Linked DNA regions of Pan troglodytes: region 1 is linked to region 2. Evidence: chromatin contacts called from public Hi-C data. All regions are on one chromosome and are shown on one strand. Each heading gives the region's core, a stretch centred on a gene start, on an enhancer-like site or on the middle of the called end of the contact. The rest is flanking DNA. Distances are from core to core; before and after follow the strand shown. Region 1 holds the start of NRP2 (neuropilin 2). Region 2 holds the start of PARD3B (par-3 family cell polarity regulator beta).

Region 1 (3,823 bases), core at 683-3,182, 1.1 Mb after region 2:
CCTTTTCTCTCTTCTTTCCCCCTTTCACAGTGCCCTTCACCTAAACCCTGGCTACATTATTCTCAGAAACAGGAGTCTCCCACATTGGGCACTGGCTAAAATGGTTTGGCATGCCTGGTGAGTGGTGGGGAGAGGTGATATTAAATGGCCCTCTCTATTCAGGGACTGTCACTACAGATAGCGTTCTTTGTCCTTAGATTAGCATCTTGGCAATGACATAAACCGGGATCTCTGCTTAAGGTTAATAATCCAAACTGCTCTTTTACTTTGTTAAATATTTAAGGCTTGGAGTCATTCTTTACAATTGAGCTTTAAAGAGGAGAAATGTAAATCTGGAGTTTTTAATAATGTGGATGTGTTCTCAAGCCTAGAAAGGAAGGAAGAAGGAAGGAAAGGAGGGAGGAAGAGGAAGGAGGGAGGCAAAGAGGGAATGAAAGGTAGCATTTAGGCTAGCCAAGAGACATGCTCCCTGGAAGAACTCAGAGGCCTCTGTGCTGTGCCTTTCCCAACCAGGCATCTGAGATTAACAGTGTGATAGTCAACCTGTGGATTTCCACTCTAAAATCCCGCCCCACCCCCCAACACAGCTTGGCTCAACTATTTGCAAATCACTTCTGATTCAATTTTGTTTTGGTTATCTCAGTGTAAATAACAGTTAAGTGGGAGTTACAGATTTTTCAAACACTAAAAGTGATAAACAAAGCTAATGGGCAAGTCCAGATAAGGAGGGAAACCACCCAGAAGAATCCACAAGTACAAGCCAAGAAGAAAATGGGTAGTCAGGTGTGTGTTTCTCGTCACCGAAACTGTATTTTTCTTAATCTACAGAAAATTTTACTTTCTTAATTAAAAAAAAATCTTAATCTGTAAATATTTTTCTGAATTTTCTTATTTTTCATATACCTCTTTTGTGGCAGAAAAGGTGTACATGTGCAGGGTGTAATTTAGGCTGTTTCTGTTGCAGTCTTTATGATAATGTAGTAATAGGTGTCTGGTGAAGCAAGACAGTTTGGAATCCACAAAGCCATCCTCAGAAACAAAGATACAAGTGTTTCCCCAACTGTTAGCTTGCAGTTCCCTCTAAACAGTTTTCACGCCTCCATTTAAAAATAGTTGGCATAATGATGTTTTCTTTCTCTAGGCTTTGTGACCACGTTTCCATGGGGGAAAATGTGAATAGACGTAGTTACAGTAGCATTTGGATGAGACGCCTTCAAGCACCTATACTTTTTCGGGGGAACTTGATGGAATCCAATTTAATTACCTGAAGAAATTATTTGCTGAAGAAAATCTTTCCTCTTTTTAGCGTAGTTACAAGTTAAAGGCGCAGGGGTAACGAAATCCTAACCCAGAGAGGAGCAGAGCATGTTTGGGACATAACAAAGGATCTGAGTAGTAAACGCCGCGAGTGTTTGGGGTTTTATTCAGACCGGGCTGACGGTGTGTGTCGCCGCCACGCACCGCTGCCTGTTCGAACGCATGGCTGAGCTGCCGACCGGCTCGCTACCCCAAACACCGTACGCCACCCAACTCCTCTTGTAACGCCATCGCGCGTGGCATTGTGTTGGGTTCTGCGTGTGTGGCATCGGAGTCGTGGAATTTAGGGGGAACAAGGCTTTTCCCCCCGTCCCCCCGGGGTCTCCCTTGGGTGGGGGCGACACGGCCAAGGGCGGCGCGCCCTGGGGGTGCCCGGGGGCGCTTCTTCCCCAGGGCGTTACGCACCGGCGGCCCGGCGCGGAGGTGCGCGGGGGCGATCGGGAGATGCGGGGCGGGCGAGGGGTGGTGGGGTGGGCGCCGCCTTAACTTCGATCCTGCGGCGGCCCGAGAGAAGCCGCCGCCGCCCCGCCCGAGCTGGGTGCCGCGGCACTCTGCTCTGCGCCGCGCGTCTCCGCTGCTGCCTCTTTAATCAGGAACACAGAAGGGGCGGGCCCTGAGCCGGCGCGTAATCGGATAGCTCTGCCGCGGCTCTGACATCCACATGCTGCTCGGCCTGAAAAGGCAGTGGGGAGCCGGAGGGGAGGCAGAGATCGCGAGCGAGGCACCAGCCTGCAGCCGGCCCCCAGCACATCCTCAGCCGCACAGACACTCGGCGAGGTGGAGGTGAGGGCGGGCGCCAGCGAACTCGGAGAGGGGCTCGCTCACTCCCAGGCGATCCCAGCCGCCACCGCCGCCGCACCAGCAGCAGCAACAGCAGCAGCAGCTTCCTTCCTCAGACTCCCCTCGAGAGGCTGGCCAAGCGGGTGTAGCCGTTGGGGGAGGCTCCCGCCGGGGGAACCCGGCGAGGACAAGAGCAGGGCGGCCGCCTTCCACTCGGGCTGTCCGGCGGCGGCTGCCTCCGCCCGCGTGTCCGTCAAGGGTGCCACGGGATGTGTGTCAGTTTACGCCTCTGAGATCACACAGCTGCCTGGGGGCAGTGTGATGCCCAAGGCAAGTCTTGGTTTTAATTATTATTATTATCATTATTGTTACGCTTGGCTTTCGGGAAATACTCGTGATATTGTAGGATAAAGGAAATGACACTTTGAAGAACTGGAGAGAACATATATGCGTTTTGTTTTTGAGAGGAAAACCGTGTTCTCTTCCCGGCTTGTTCCTTCTTTGCTGATTTCAGGAGCTACTCTCCTCCTGGTGAGGTGGAAATTCCAGCAAGAATAAAGGTGAAGACAAGCCACCAGGACTCAGGAGGGAAACGCTGACCATTAGAAACCTCTGCATAAGACGTTGTAAGGAGGAAAATAAAAGAGAGAAAAACACAAAGATTTAAACAAGAAACCTACGAACCCAGCTCTGGAAAGAGCCACCTTCTCCAAAATGGATATGTTTCCTCTCACCTGGGTTTTCTTAGCCCTCTACTTTTCAAGACACCAAGTGAGAGGCCAACCAGGTAAGCCACTGAAAGTTTTTTCTATTTATTGCAACATGGTTTCCCCTTTAAAAGTGACCGCTAAAGCAGGAAGGCCACGCAGAACGGCACAGAAGAAGGCTCCCTCAGTACTCAATAATTTAAAGAGAGATCCCAGCCGGCCCTTCCTACACCACCACGGCTGCTAAAACCCAACTTTCCTCTCCTGCTAGGAGTGTGTGTGTGTGTGTGTGTGTTTTGAAACAGAATTTGGCGGTGTTCACATGTCACATATGGACTGAATCAAAGGTTTAAAAATACTACAAAGCCTTTGCATTACAGTTTTTGGGAATTTTTTTTCCCTGTCTTGAAGCAGAACACATCTCCCTTGAGTTTCTCCAACTAGCCAGTGAAATATAAATCATTTGCATTCCCTCCACTTAGTTACATTGAGCGATGTTAACTGAAGGGCTTGGGAAAGACAAGAGTTTAGTTTTGGTTTTCAGATACTGTAGATTCTTTGGAGAATGACTGGTTATGCTTCAGAATCATAAGGCTCAGGCTGGTGGAGCAAGTTGGCTTGTGGCTGAGATAGGAGCTTGGGGTTGGGTGCTGCTGGCAACCAAGACGGTTGGTCCCTTCTCTCTTCATCCATGTGTTGTCTGGGAAAGTAAATCATACGTTCTTTTAGAAATTATTATTAGCTAAAACAAATTGCAGGCCCTCGAAGGTCTCTCACTCTTGTGAAGTGGTTAGAAACTTTTGAGTGGAATTTGTTCTCAACCACTGCCAAAAAGGGTGTGTGGACAGGCCGCTGTGGAGATAAGCATTTCGAGGCCCAGAACAGTCTGGGGACCGCATTTGTGGGGAGCGGCAAGGGGTATGCTCTGGAAAGGGGAATCCATGGGGAATGCAGTGGGGTTTGTGCTTCATTCTGGGACCACTCTCTAGAGTGAGCCTCCCTACCCCTCTGAGAACGGT
Region 2 (3,913 bases), core at 1,176-3,675:
TAAGCTGTCAGATAACAAATGGAAAAATATCACATCACAGGCATATTTATCTACCGAGCAGGCAAAACAAGAAAATGGAACCCAGGCTTGGCATCCTCTAGTGTTACTCAATCAAGGCAAATTATTTATTGTCTTCTGCCCAGGAGGTCCCATGGGGCATGAAATATTGATTTAGGAATTTGCTGGGCATGAATGACTGTGTGTTGCAGTTGTGTTCTTTTTTTTAATCCCTTGATAATATATGGTAAATTGTTTCTATATATGCTGTGATGAGGCTGAATAACAAATTAAACCTGGCTATTTAATAAACATGAAATGTAAACACTAAACTCTTCATACTAACTTAGGGCTATAAAAGGTCACCCCATGGTGTGCAGGATTGCACAATGCACTGTTCACATCCTTGTCTAGAGTCATCTCTTCCTTCATCTCACAATGGCATGGCCTCTGCTGCATCCCCTAGGTCCCGATTCCAACTTCCCAAGTGGAATTGGGAAAGCCGGAGTGTTCTTTATGGTTCACTTGGGGATTCTCAAAGCCAGGACTTTGGGTGGGAGGTTCTAGATATTGGGAAGGAGCTAAACCTGGGCTAAGAGGGAATTTGTGGCGAAGAGGAGGAGCTATTCATGACCCAAGCAGCAGAAAATGAGTCTGGAGCAACTGTAAAGCAAAAAGCCATGATGTAGGAAGGATGGCAACATGCAAAGTTATTTCCTCAGTGGAAAATCTTTGCTCTGTACCATTCTATAGGTCCATGAAATACCGAATATTAAAAGTGAGGGCCACACATTAATGCATGGCATCAGTATCTATTTGTTTGTTTGATTCACTCATTGGTACTTCTCATGTAAGAAACAGCACAGCAGTTACGATGAAGACTCTGGAATCAGATGACCTGGGTTTTAAGCCAGCCTCTGCTACTTTCTAAGAATGAGATTTTAACTAAATCATTTAACCTCCTTTGGCCTCAGCTCCTCATCTCTAAAAAGAGGATATATTGTCTCCTTTGAAGAGAGCTGGCCTGAGAATGGAGACCACACTGAGGAACAGATAGAGCTAAGAGCTGGACAAAGCTAGCTGGCCCCTGAGGACATAGTTTGAGTTCCTGCTTTCAACCTTGCCTCAATGGAGTGCCCTCTGGATCTTCTGATTTTATGAGGTGATCAATTCTGCCTTTGGTTTATTTAAATGTAAATTAGTTTGTATTGGATTTACAACCAAATTACAATGGACTTGGTTTACATGATCCTCTTGGTTTGCCACTGACTTTCTATACATAGAAGACAACCAATATATACTTACTGAATTTATGAATGAGCTAAAATTTATTTTTCTAAAAAACCTCTTGAAACCCATGAATTTAATCTCCTCTGCATTATCATACCATCCTAGGCAATTCACGTTCAATTTAAGTGTGTCCACATAGGAGCACATCCTTCTGTAGAGAAACACATGATGCAGCCCTGAGGGTCTTGCTGGATGAACTGGATGGCTAAGAAAACTGCAGGGAGAGACCAGAGATTGAGCTCAGAAGACCTGAGTTCTTTTCAACAGAACTAACACCATGGTCTGCTCAGTCTCTTGACCTCTCCGAGCACCATTCTTGATGCACAAGATGCGAAGAATAATATCTACCTACAGGGTAGTTGTTAAGCTCAAAGGAGCTCATTTACATGAGAGCTAAGAATGAAACTAATGTAGTTTGTTGGTTTCCCCCACATATTCCCATTTCAATTGGTGATGGATACACACCTGCCAAATCATGAGCCTAAGGGTGTTAACTTTTTTTTTTCCTAATAAAATGCACAACGGTAGTCGCATTCCAGAAGGCTATGCGTCAACACACGCGATCATATCTGGGTCTTGGGTGTGACCTTTGGCCAAATACTCAGTGTCCTCGAGGGTCTGTAAAAGGAAAAGTTTCCACTGGCGCGTTCTCTCCAAGGTTCGCTTCAGCTCTGCTATCGCAGGGCTCCTGAGGGCAGCGGCAAGGGCTGTGCTTAAGGCGAGTTCCTAACAGGCCCTCGGGGCACTCCTGCATCTCAGCACCCGGCAGCCTCGCCCCTTGGGTGTTTTTGGTGGGCGTGACTAGAAGCACCTGCTCCTGGGCTCCTTTTGCATCTTGCTGCAGTCCCCTCCTGTGAAGGGCGCAGCTCTGCAGTCTCCTCGCTCTTCCCTCGGGTGTTCTTTCTGAGATCCGGTTTCAATCCTCGAGCGTGTAGCCCTCGGGTCCCCTTACAACTCCCCAGAGCTCCGTGTGCATGCGTGCGAGAGGGAGAGAGCCAGGGAGAGACCCAGGTGACGAGACGAGACTCCCGGGCTCCAGTTACTGGCCCGCAGGGCCGGGGCACGTCGTCGCCCAGCGTGCGGCGGGGCCCGGGAGCGCCGCGGCCCCTTTAAGAGCCGGGCCCAGGCCGTCCCCGGGACCGCGGGAGCCCAGAGCGCGGGCGCCGCAGAGGAGTTGGGAGCCGGCGCAAAAGTTTCCTCCCAACTCTGGCCCCGTGCGCCGCCGCCGCCGCCGCCCACTCCAGCCCCGGGCTTGGGGCCGGCCCTGCCAACGCCGCCAGGGCCAGGGCCAGGGCCAGGGCCAGCGACAGGGCAGGGCCGGCAGTTTCGCTTTGGTGGGCGCGGAGCAGCCGCCTGGGCCGGGCAGGAATAGGAGCGGGAGGAGGAGGAGGAGGAGCCGGGCCGCGGAGCTGCCGCGTCCCGGGGCGCCGGGCACCTGGGAGGTAACCCCTTTCCGCGGCCGCCCCTCCCCGATTCCCGCCACCTGCCGCCTGGCCAGGTGGAAGGGGCGCTGCCGCGAGCCTCCGGGCCTCAGGGTGTTCCGGGGAGCGGCGCCCCGGGTCTCCGGGCCCACCCGCCCCGGGCGTTCTCCGAGAGTGGGGGCTGCGCCCGCGGGGTCAGACACCTGTTCGGCCCGGCCCGGCGTGGTCGCCGGGGGCCAGGATGAAAGTGACCGTGTGCTTCGGCAGGACGGGCATCGTGGTGCCCTGCAAGGAGGGCCAGCTGCGCGTCGGCGAGCTCACCCAGCAGGCGCTGCAGCGGTACCTGAAGACCCGGGAGAAGGTGAGCGCGGCGCGGAGGAGGGGGGCGCGGCTGCAGCCAAGGCACCTGCCAGGTGCGACCCGGTGGCGACACTCAGGGGATGCAGAAAACCCAGGGGATTATGGGGCACTGCCTGTAGCTGCAGCTGTTGTCTATTGCTAATATCAGTGATGTGGGTGTCTTTGGGTGTTTGTGGGCCTTGAGCTCCGAGGGTCGTGAGTGGACCTGCAGCATTGGAATCTCTTGGGAGCTTCTTAGAACTGCCCAATATGGGCAGTTCCCCAAACCCACCGACTCAGGATCTGCTCAGGTGATTGGAGTGCCCACTGAAGTTTGAGAACCACTGGTTTAGAACTTGTTTGAGGGAACGTCTTAAAAGGTGCTGCTCACCTAAGTGTGATTTTTGACCCATTAAGGCCCGCCTCACTTAGGCTCCTTGGAGTTAGAAAGTTGATTGTGCAAGTGACACATACTCGGAAGTTACAACTGATGGGGCCTTTGGAGTTTCAGCCTTGTGAGCTGCCCTGTCTCAGTGACTTGGGCAGGAACACAGGTGGGAGCATGCTGTTTGCTTAGCCAACCTGTCTACATTTTGAGTGTTTTCAGTTTAATGTCACAGATTCTATGACCATTTACTATGTGTGTGGGCTGTTGTCAGGTCCTGAGTGACTATTAAAATGAGAAAGACGTTCCTAGCTCTGTAGCTGAAGTCAGGAACAAGTATACATTAAGTGACAATTTTTTTTTAAGTGTGCAATACTTGTTGAGAAAATATCTGGCACTAGAACTTATGCCAAGTATTTGGGTAACATTGGGCCTCTGGGACTTCCTCAGTGAAACTTCTAAATGAAAGCATTGAATAACC

What was found. A called contact is a pair of places that touch in the nucleus more often than the background predicts.
Region 1: a contact with region 2 is called in a Hi-C map of stem cell-derived neural progenitor cells, with 7 times the contacts expected there. The contact joins the promoter of NRP2 here to the promoter of PARD3B in region 2. A contact is called at or near these places in 1 of 7 Hi-C or Micro-C datasets (stem cell-derived neural progenitor cells) and 1 of 1 other capture datasets (stem cell-derived neural stem cells).

What each region holds. Positions count from the first base shown.
Region 1 is chr13:107,906,590-107,910,412 of NHGRI_mPanTro3-v2.0_pri, forward strand. It overlaps NRP2 (neuropilin 2), which reads left to right and starts at 1,933. Exons shown (of 17, transcript XM_016950360.4): 1 at 1,933-2,884. The coding sequence starts at 2,812.
Region 2 is chr13:106,772,227-106,776,139 of NHGRI_mPanTro3-v2.0_pri, forward strand. PARD3B (par-3 family cell polarity regulator beta) reads left to right here and starts at 2,426. Exons shown (of 22, transcript XM_009444085.4): 1 at 2,426-3,069. The coding sequence starts at 2,950.